Regions from separate parts of the Mus musculus genome. Here region 2 is linked to region 1. The links are chromatin contacts, called in public HiCAR-type maps. All regions are on one chromosome and are shown on one strand. Each heading gives the region's core, a stretch centred on a gene start, on an enhancer-like site or on the middle of the called end of the contact. The rest is flanking DNA. Distances are from core to core; before and after follow the strand shown. Region 1 holds the start of Tm2d3 (TM2 domain containing 3). Region 2 overlaps Lrrk1 (leucine-rich repeat kinase 1).

The links. HiCAR-type assays count read pairs that join an accessible place to other places.
Region 2: a contact with region 1 is called in a HiCAR-type map of astrocytes, with 3 times the contacts expected there. The contact joins the enhancer-like site here to the promoter of Tm2d3 in region 1. A contact is called at or near these places in 6 of 39 promoter capture datasets (embryonic stem cells, hippocampal neurons, liver and 2 more), 11 of 484 Hi-C or Micro-C datasets (the G1E-ER4 cell line, the N1E-115 cell line, cerebellar granule neurons and 8 more), 6 of 115 datasets of contacts at active chromatin or transcription factors (astrocytes, bone marrow-derived macrophages, embryonic stem cells and 3 more) and 1 of 9 other capture datasets (embryonic stem cells).

Annotation. Positions count from the first base shown.
Region 1 is chr7:65,692,042-65,695,688 of GRCm38.p6, reverse strand. It overlaps Tm2d3 (TM2 domain containing 3), which reads right to left and starts at 2,272. Exons shown (of 5, transcript NM_026795.3): 1 at 2,120-2,272; 2 at 362-546. The coding sequence starts at 2,210. It overlaps Gm33234 (a long non-coding RNA gene), which reads left to right and starts at 2,247. Exons shown (of 2, transcript XR_391545.3): 1 at 2,247-2,838. Tarsl2 (threonyl-tRNA synthetase-like 2) reads right to left here. Exons shown (of 19, transcript NM_172310.2): 19 at 3,596-3,647.
Region 2 is chr7:66,303,849-66,307,775 of GRCm38.p6, reverse strand. Lrrk1 (leucine-rich repeat kinase 1) reads left to right here. Exons shown (of 34, transcript NM_146191.3): 8 at 544-671; 9 at 768-931; 10 at 2,246-2,383. Among named protein-coding and RNA genes, the nearest start is that of Gm45989, 24 kb to the right of the region's middle. Within about 2 kb of position 2,130, at least 76 of the 459 cell types and tissues checked have an H3K27ac peak or open chromatin away from gene starts, as enhancers often do. A contact at or near this core is called in the G1E-ER4 cell line, astrocytes, bone marrow-derived macrophages and 1 more, where this site is marked.

The DNA.
Region 1 (3,647 bases), core at 1,023-3,522:
CTCCTGAACCCGCCTCTGGGATACAGGTGCACGCAGCCACGCCTAAGGTTTTACCCTGGTGCTAGGGACCCAAGCACTGGCCTTCATCTGTGCACAGACTGTTCTCACCCCAAGATTTTCATGTTTGGAAAAAAAAATTAGCAGTGAGTCAGAGGTTGTTGAGGGCAGGGCCTCGTATATACTAAGCATATGTTTTACCGCTGAGATATACTCCTAGAACCAAATGCAAGATTTAAAAATACTTTCCAGTGCAGTTATAAAAGACCACAGTGAAATCATTACATCATAGCGCTGACCAGTAGAGGCTACGCTTTTAATGTTATGATGCATGCCGTTGGGAAAAGTGAACTACAATACTTACGACACAGGTAACAGAGGGCTTCACTGTGCAGTCGAACGTGACAGGCTTCCCGTAAGTGCAGGAGACATTGGTCGCACATTCTATACAGTCTGCAGGAAGTCTGCTACACAAACCATTGCTTGGACACTTCGTCATGTAAGGAGGGATTTCAGTACTTTCTGTGAGGTGAGAGAACAGCTGATTCTCTACGGATGGTGAGCAAAAGAACAGTGAAAGGCAATTTTCAATGGTGGCGAGATCAATCAGCAAGGACACATGTGCTAGAATGCAAACAGCTTGGAGTTGGGGTCAGTGACACCTGCAATCTAAGAGGGTTTCTGTCACCAGCTGGCTGTGACCTGCTAACTGGTGTGATTAGTAAAACGTCTCTCCTTCCTGCTTCCCACATGGCCATGAAAACTATAAGTGCTCATTGAGAGACAATGTGGGCCCAGGTCAGACCCAAGAGCTATTAGCACAGAGGACAAACTAAAGCTTGGATAAGGCAGAGTCTATGCAAAATACCAGAGGACATGTTGGACAGAACTGGAACCAGAACACACAGCTCTCCAAATCCAATCCAATGTCCTTTCCAGCAAAAGTTACTGATGGAAAAATGAAGCCCGGACACGCCCCCTTCGGCGCGCCCCCACCACAAAAATGACAACACCCTCAGCCCTCCAATTCTAGAAAATACTGGTGTTAGTATATACGTCGAAATAAAAATCTGTGAAATGCCTCTGCCAGTTTCAAGTCCAATCCCTGAAATAATAGGACTCCAAACAGATGAACCTAAAGAGCTAGCGGACAGTTAGCAAAACAGGAATACTTGGAAGTGACATGAAGTGGCTAACGCTATAAATACCATTTCCCACTATTGTTCCTATCTCCATGTGGCCCGAGGTTGGAAGGTTCAAATCACAAGGCTGAAAAGGCCTTAAATCAAGATAACTACAGTGGCTGCAAAGGTGAGGAAACAAAGATCCCTCAAAGCCCGATCTCACCCGGATTATCCTCCAGGTATCTATCCAACCTTCTTAACCCAGCACATCATATAACATTAGGGAAGCATTGTAGAGTTCGGTGTTTGGTTGGTTGGTTTTTAACTCAAGGGAAAACAGTACTGGCTAAAGAACTGGAAGAGAGTGGAAAATAAAAAATAAACAGAAACGAAGAGTCCTGTAAGGCTGGATGAAGAGGTAAGTCATAGATTTCAAAAAGACCAAAACTGTCTACTGAAAGCGGCTGTCTGCCCTTAATTTACATATCTAAACAACACCACATCTAACAGCCAAAACCAAAAGGCGACTTCTTATACTAAAGAAACCTGTATCGAAAACAAAGGGGGGCGGGCAACTACTCCTTATAAATATGCACATTTACTAGAATAGAAAACGTCTAGTACCTGCTGCCCTGGGAACTACAGAGAATGTACGTGTTGGGCCCGGATCCTTTATTGCCTGAGCCAGCGGCTGCGAATGCTCTAAATTTAAGGATCCTACAATTAGAAAGGCATGTTATCATGGGATAGGATACCCTTGGTTTGTGTGCTTAACAGGTAGGGGCTGCACTGGGCATCTACGGCTCAAGAAACGGAAATGACGGGGTCGACTGGGGTTCTGGGCTACCGACTCAGGGAACACCGGTTTTCGGGGCGGGCTGGAGCGCAGTGCTGCGGCCTCGGGCTGCGGCGCCCAGGCGTCGGTCGCCGGCCTCCTGCGGCTCCGGGGACCCCCTTGCCACCAGCTCACCCGGTGCGGCCCCCAGCCTTGAACTCACCATCTCCCGACAGAATGTAGCACTGGGACAGGAAAAGCAGCACGCGGGACAGGTGGCGGACAGACCGCAGCGGCTCGGCCGCAGCCTCCATTTTTGTCGCTGCGCGTGCGCACTTCCGGGCCAGGAGGCGGGGCTGTGGTGGGGGCGCGCCGAAGGGGGCGTGTCCGGGCGCGGCCCGCAGGCGCACTGCTGCGGGGCGCCGCCGGCGGGTGTCATTGCTTCCCAGCTCGGAGGTTGGGTGGTCTCCTTGTCGCCGTGCTCTGAGTGCTGTTGGCCAAGGGAAATGAATGAAACTGGGGACCCGCAGCAGCAGGAAGTAGCTCGGACCAGAATAGCCCCTCACTGCCTTTGAAGAGATGCCCTTCTCTTTCCATTGGGAGTCTGGGAAACGGTTGTGATGCGATGTGGTTAGCCCATTTTAGTTCCGCTGACCCATGAAGCCAGGGAAGCAGCTCCAAGAGTCCCATGCACCAGGACCCAGGGCTCCTGCCTTAGGTTTTACCACAGCCTGTTGGGGGACACGCGGAGTTTAGAGTTCCTCTGAGACTGGAAAAACAGGTTAGGTCTCAGGGCCTGGGACAAGAGCCAAGTGTGTGGAATTTTCACGTAGGAGCAGAGTCCAACCCCAAACTGGCCAGGAGAGCAACCTCGAGGAGGGGGAGCTGCTCTCTGCAACCTACGTTGTTTCTATGGCATATACTTCAGGAAGCATGCTGTTGGTATGTCTCTCTCTGTTGACTTGCACTTTGGGGTCCCCAAATTCCCACTTGCACATCTGATAAGTGAAAAAGTACATGAAATGGTGTTCGGCGCACAACAATCCTGCAGTAAATGTTAGCTTTAAAAATGGTTACAATTCGCACCCTACACCCTCACACTGGTTTCATCTATGATGCTTCACTCTTCATGTTCAGGAGAATCAATAATATATCAAAGACTGATGCTTCTCTGCATCTAATTTGAATTCTGCTGCACCTAGTGAAATAAATCTGTAACTAATTTCTCTTTGGCATAACGGTATTTTAATTAAGTGCCAAGACAATAAGGTTGAAATCGGAACTACAGGGTCTGGAGAGCTGAGTCGGCAGTTAGGAGCACTGGCTGCTCTTCCAGAGGACCTAGATTTGATTCCCTGCACCCACCTGCGGCTCACAATCACCCAGAACTACAGTTCCAGGAATCTGGCACCCTCTTCTGACCTCTATAAGCACAAGACACTCTTGCAGTGCCCAGACAACAGACAAAATACCCATGCACACAAAATAAAAATAATTTAAATATATCAGAAATGCAGTCCAGAGGCACAGACAGGCAAATCTCAGTGAGTTCTAGGCCAGCCAGAACTACATCGTGAAACCCAGTCTTGATTTAAAAAAAAAAAAATCAGAAATATACTCGATTCAACATACAAGTGAAACACCCCAGGAAAGCAGTGGTTCAACTCCAGGCAAGCGTCCAACAATGGAACATACCGAGGCTCTAGAAACACCATGTGATGCATTTTATTTAGGACTTTAGTGTTTCTAAA
Region 2 (3,927 bases), core at 881-3,380, 610 kb before region 1:
GGTGGCCTGGAACCTACATACTGGCAAGGAAAAACTGACTCCTGAAAGTTGTGCTCTGACCTCCAAGGGGGTGCCAGGGCACACTGGTGTAAGTTTTAAAAGAAACTGGAGATTTAAATGTTGTAAGAGGCAAGAATGTTGGTAAGAGCTTGAGGTTAGTCCTTGAATCTCATAAATGAGTTTTACAAACTGATAAATGTAAAGAGCATGGGCCATCTGCATTAGGTTCCTTAGCCTGGGTCAAATGAACAGATTTGCAAGCCCTTAAAGGTTGCATTCCTGATGCAGAGCCTCTGGGTACTGCTTGCTTTTGTTCGGGCAAAGATGTTAATTCCAGGATGTTCAGAAGACCACCCGAAAGAACCCACCAAAGTCAGATTCCATTGTGGTAACAGTTAACCAAATGAGTAAAAAGACCTCAAAGGATCCCGCTCATTTTTTTAAACTGTGTGTGCAGAGAGAACGCACACACCTTGTCTAGTGAGAGATCGTAAGCGCTGCTGTCGCTCTTCTGGCTCCTGACTCCCTTCTCTCTGGCCCCAGGTTACTTGAAATTGACATCTCCAGCAACAAACTGTCTCACCTCCCTCCTGGATTCCTGCACCTCTCAAAACTTCAAAAGCTGACTGCTTCCAAAAACTACCTGGAGCGGCTGTTTGAAGAAGAAAACGGTATGCATCTCTGTCAATGACCCCATGTCGTTGGCCACTCTCTCACTGGTTGGGACTGGGATATGTTTGACCACGCACACTCTTTTCACCCCACAGCCACTAACTGGATCGGCCTGCGGAAGCTGCAAGAACTCGATCTAGCTGACAACAGGCTGACAGAGCTCCCTGTCCAATTTATGCACTCCTTCAAGTCTCTCACCTCTCTGAATGTCTCCAGGAACAACCTGAAGAGCTTCCCGGATCCCTGGTCCTGCCCTTTGGTTTGTATCCTGAAAGCCACAGCCGAGTTTGTATGCCGCTCTCTACATCCTCACGTCTTCTCCTGTTCCTCTACATTGTAGCTGAGGAGAGAGGTCCACAGTTTCAGTCAGGCTGTCACCCTGTAAGCCAGTTAGCCTAAGGGACACACAGTAGCTGCTACAACGTTTTGTAAAGCACGGGATGATGGCACAAGGGATGGAAGATAGCTCACTTTGGTAAAGGGCCTGCCACACAAGCATGAGTTTGACCCCCAAGAATCCACACACAGTAAAAGCTGAGTGTGGGTCTGGAAAGATGTCTGAGTGGGTAAAGCGGTTGCCATGCACACATAAGGACCTGTAGTTGGGTCCCCAGCCCCCATTTAAATGCTATGCAGACATGGTGGTCAAATGTAAGCCCAGCACCCAAAGCAGGACTCCTAGGGTGAGCTAGCTAGTGAGACCAACCATGTTTCCCAGCTCTGAGTTCAAGCGAGAGATCTGGTCTTAGTAACTGAGGTGGAGAACAACAGAGGAAGAGGCCTAATGTCAACCTCTGGCCTCCACAAGCACACATGTGAGCATGTATACATACGTACATACATGTCACAAACTTAAAAAAAAAAACAGGCATGGCAACACTTGCCTGTAATCCCAGCACTGAGAGGTGGGGGTAGGAGAGTCCCTGGTTGGCTGGTCAGACACCCAACATTAACCTGTGGTCTCCACATGCTCGCAAACGCACACATGCACGCATATGCACACATGCACTCATACGCACACATGCAAACCCAGATATACGCATGCATACCAACACAAATGCCAAAAGGGGTGCGGTTCTCAAGAGCACTAAAGAAGTGAGAAGAAGCAGGGGCCTGTATCCAGAGCTCTGCAGACTAAATGAGGTTTTTGTTTCTTGGGAATCTGGCTGGTTGAAACGGATGAATGACATAAGGAATATTTGTGCTTTGTTTCTGTTGGTTTCAAACCAAAGACTAAGCATTTCTAGTTTGGCCGCGTCCTTGGGGAAAGCAGTTGACTCCCGAGAGCGTGGCTCTGAATCGGTCCGTTATTTCCCAGGACAATGGACCGGATGGTGATCAAGGGAAGACGATGAGGCACGTTTGTCTCCCCTAGGAAACTCTCTCCCTGCTCCTGCAGGACAGGACAACACAGCAGACAGAGAATTGGAAGCCTTCTTCCTCACTCTGCACTGTGGTCACAGAGCCCTGTCCCAGTAGCCTCACTTCTGACATCAGATTTACAAACAGACTTCTGGGCAGCTCTACACTCACAAATCTACTTACCACTCTCCCCCTCCCCTCAAACTCCTAGAAATGTTGTAAAGCCTCCAAAAATGCCCTGGAATCGCTGCCAGACAAAATGGCTGTCTTTTGGAAAAGCCACCTTCGGGATGCAGATTTCTCTGAGAACTCTCTGAAAGAGGTGCCCCTGGGATTGTTCCAGCTTGACGTGAGTCCAATGGCACTTCATTTCTCACTGTCCACCGTGGTAAGAAAAAGCACTCTGGACCCTGGGGAACCTATGTGCTTTTTCCGAGTTTGTGAGACACATAAGTAGAAAAAGTGAAGGGTTAGTTGAGCCATCAAAGACATGCGGTCTTGAGCCAAGTTAGAGGAAGGAGAATAGTCACCAGGAAACAGCTGTGCCAGGGAAGGGCTTGTTTGCCTGCCTTAGTCAGCTTTTCATTACCTCTCATTCATAATAAAAACCCAGAGACAACCAGTGTGAAAACGCCTTGCCTTGGCACAAGGTTTGGGAAGTATCAGTCCGTATACAACCCACCATGTTGGTTTTAGTGCTTTGGGGCCTGTGGTGGGGAAGTGCACCATGGGAGAGCAAAGCTGTTCACTTCACAGCCAAGACCTGAACTAACAGGGAAACAGAAGAGATGTGGCCCCAATATCCTCCTCGTGGGCACACCAGCAGTGAGCAGAACACCTCTCCCAGGCCCCAGCTCTAAAAGGTTCCACCACCTACCAGTAACTCTGAGAGCCAGAGTGCCCAGCTTTACTGTTCCTTTAACATATGGACCTTTTAGAGAACTTCCTCATCAAAAATAATGACCCTCAGGACTTCACTCACGGTGGCACGTTTGTTTTGTTTTTGGCTGTAGTGGAGAATTAACCTAGAGTCTCACATACAGTCCGTAAGTGCCCAACCTCTGAGCTCCAGCCCCAGTCAAAACTCTGACGCTTGCCAGAGATGGACTCCATCTGGCCTCCAGAGATTCCCACGGAGCGCCACCACTCTAAGGAGAGACTTTGTGTCCTGAGCACTGGACCACTGCCTTCTAAGAGTCTTCAGGCAGGCTGTAAGACCCTGTGAGACCCAGAGCAAGGGATTGCTAACTGTTCACCAAAAGCATTAGGGCACTCCCTGTAGGGCCTGGTGGTGACTCACAGACCACATTGCCTGGGAAATGAGACCATGTTTAAACACCCAGGTGCAGCCCCTAGCAATCGCAGACAAGCTGCTCAGATCATCCAGAAGGCCAAAAGACAGCAAGCATCCCTTCAACATGCGTATCGCAGAAAAGAAGGGCTATCAAGTCATAGGCTCCCCTAAGCAAGCATGGGACGAAGGAAGAAACCCACTTGTATTCATGGCTAGGTGAAATTAAAGCGCTGTTGAATGAGAACCCTTGTCACTGGTGCCCACAGTGGCTAACTGGCCACGCCTTCTTACCATTTTACCACTTCCCTATTCTGAGGCTATCCCTCACACCAGCGCCTCGCAGTATAGCTTAGCCAGCAAAGAGGGATGGAGACGCGTTGAATCTCAACACTATGTTCTGTAAAATTCCTGTTTTCCCCTGGTCTCTTTCTTCATATTGGGAACTGAGCAGAGGTCTTCACATCCCAGCCCAGGCCCTGGGCTAATCACTCGGGGAAGCTTTTATAGAAATGCAGAGGGTGGCAACCATTCTGGCCATGGTGACTCATGGCATCAACAAGGGAAACCGAAACACACAGGGGGCTTAATGCGGTACAGCT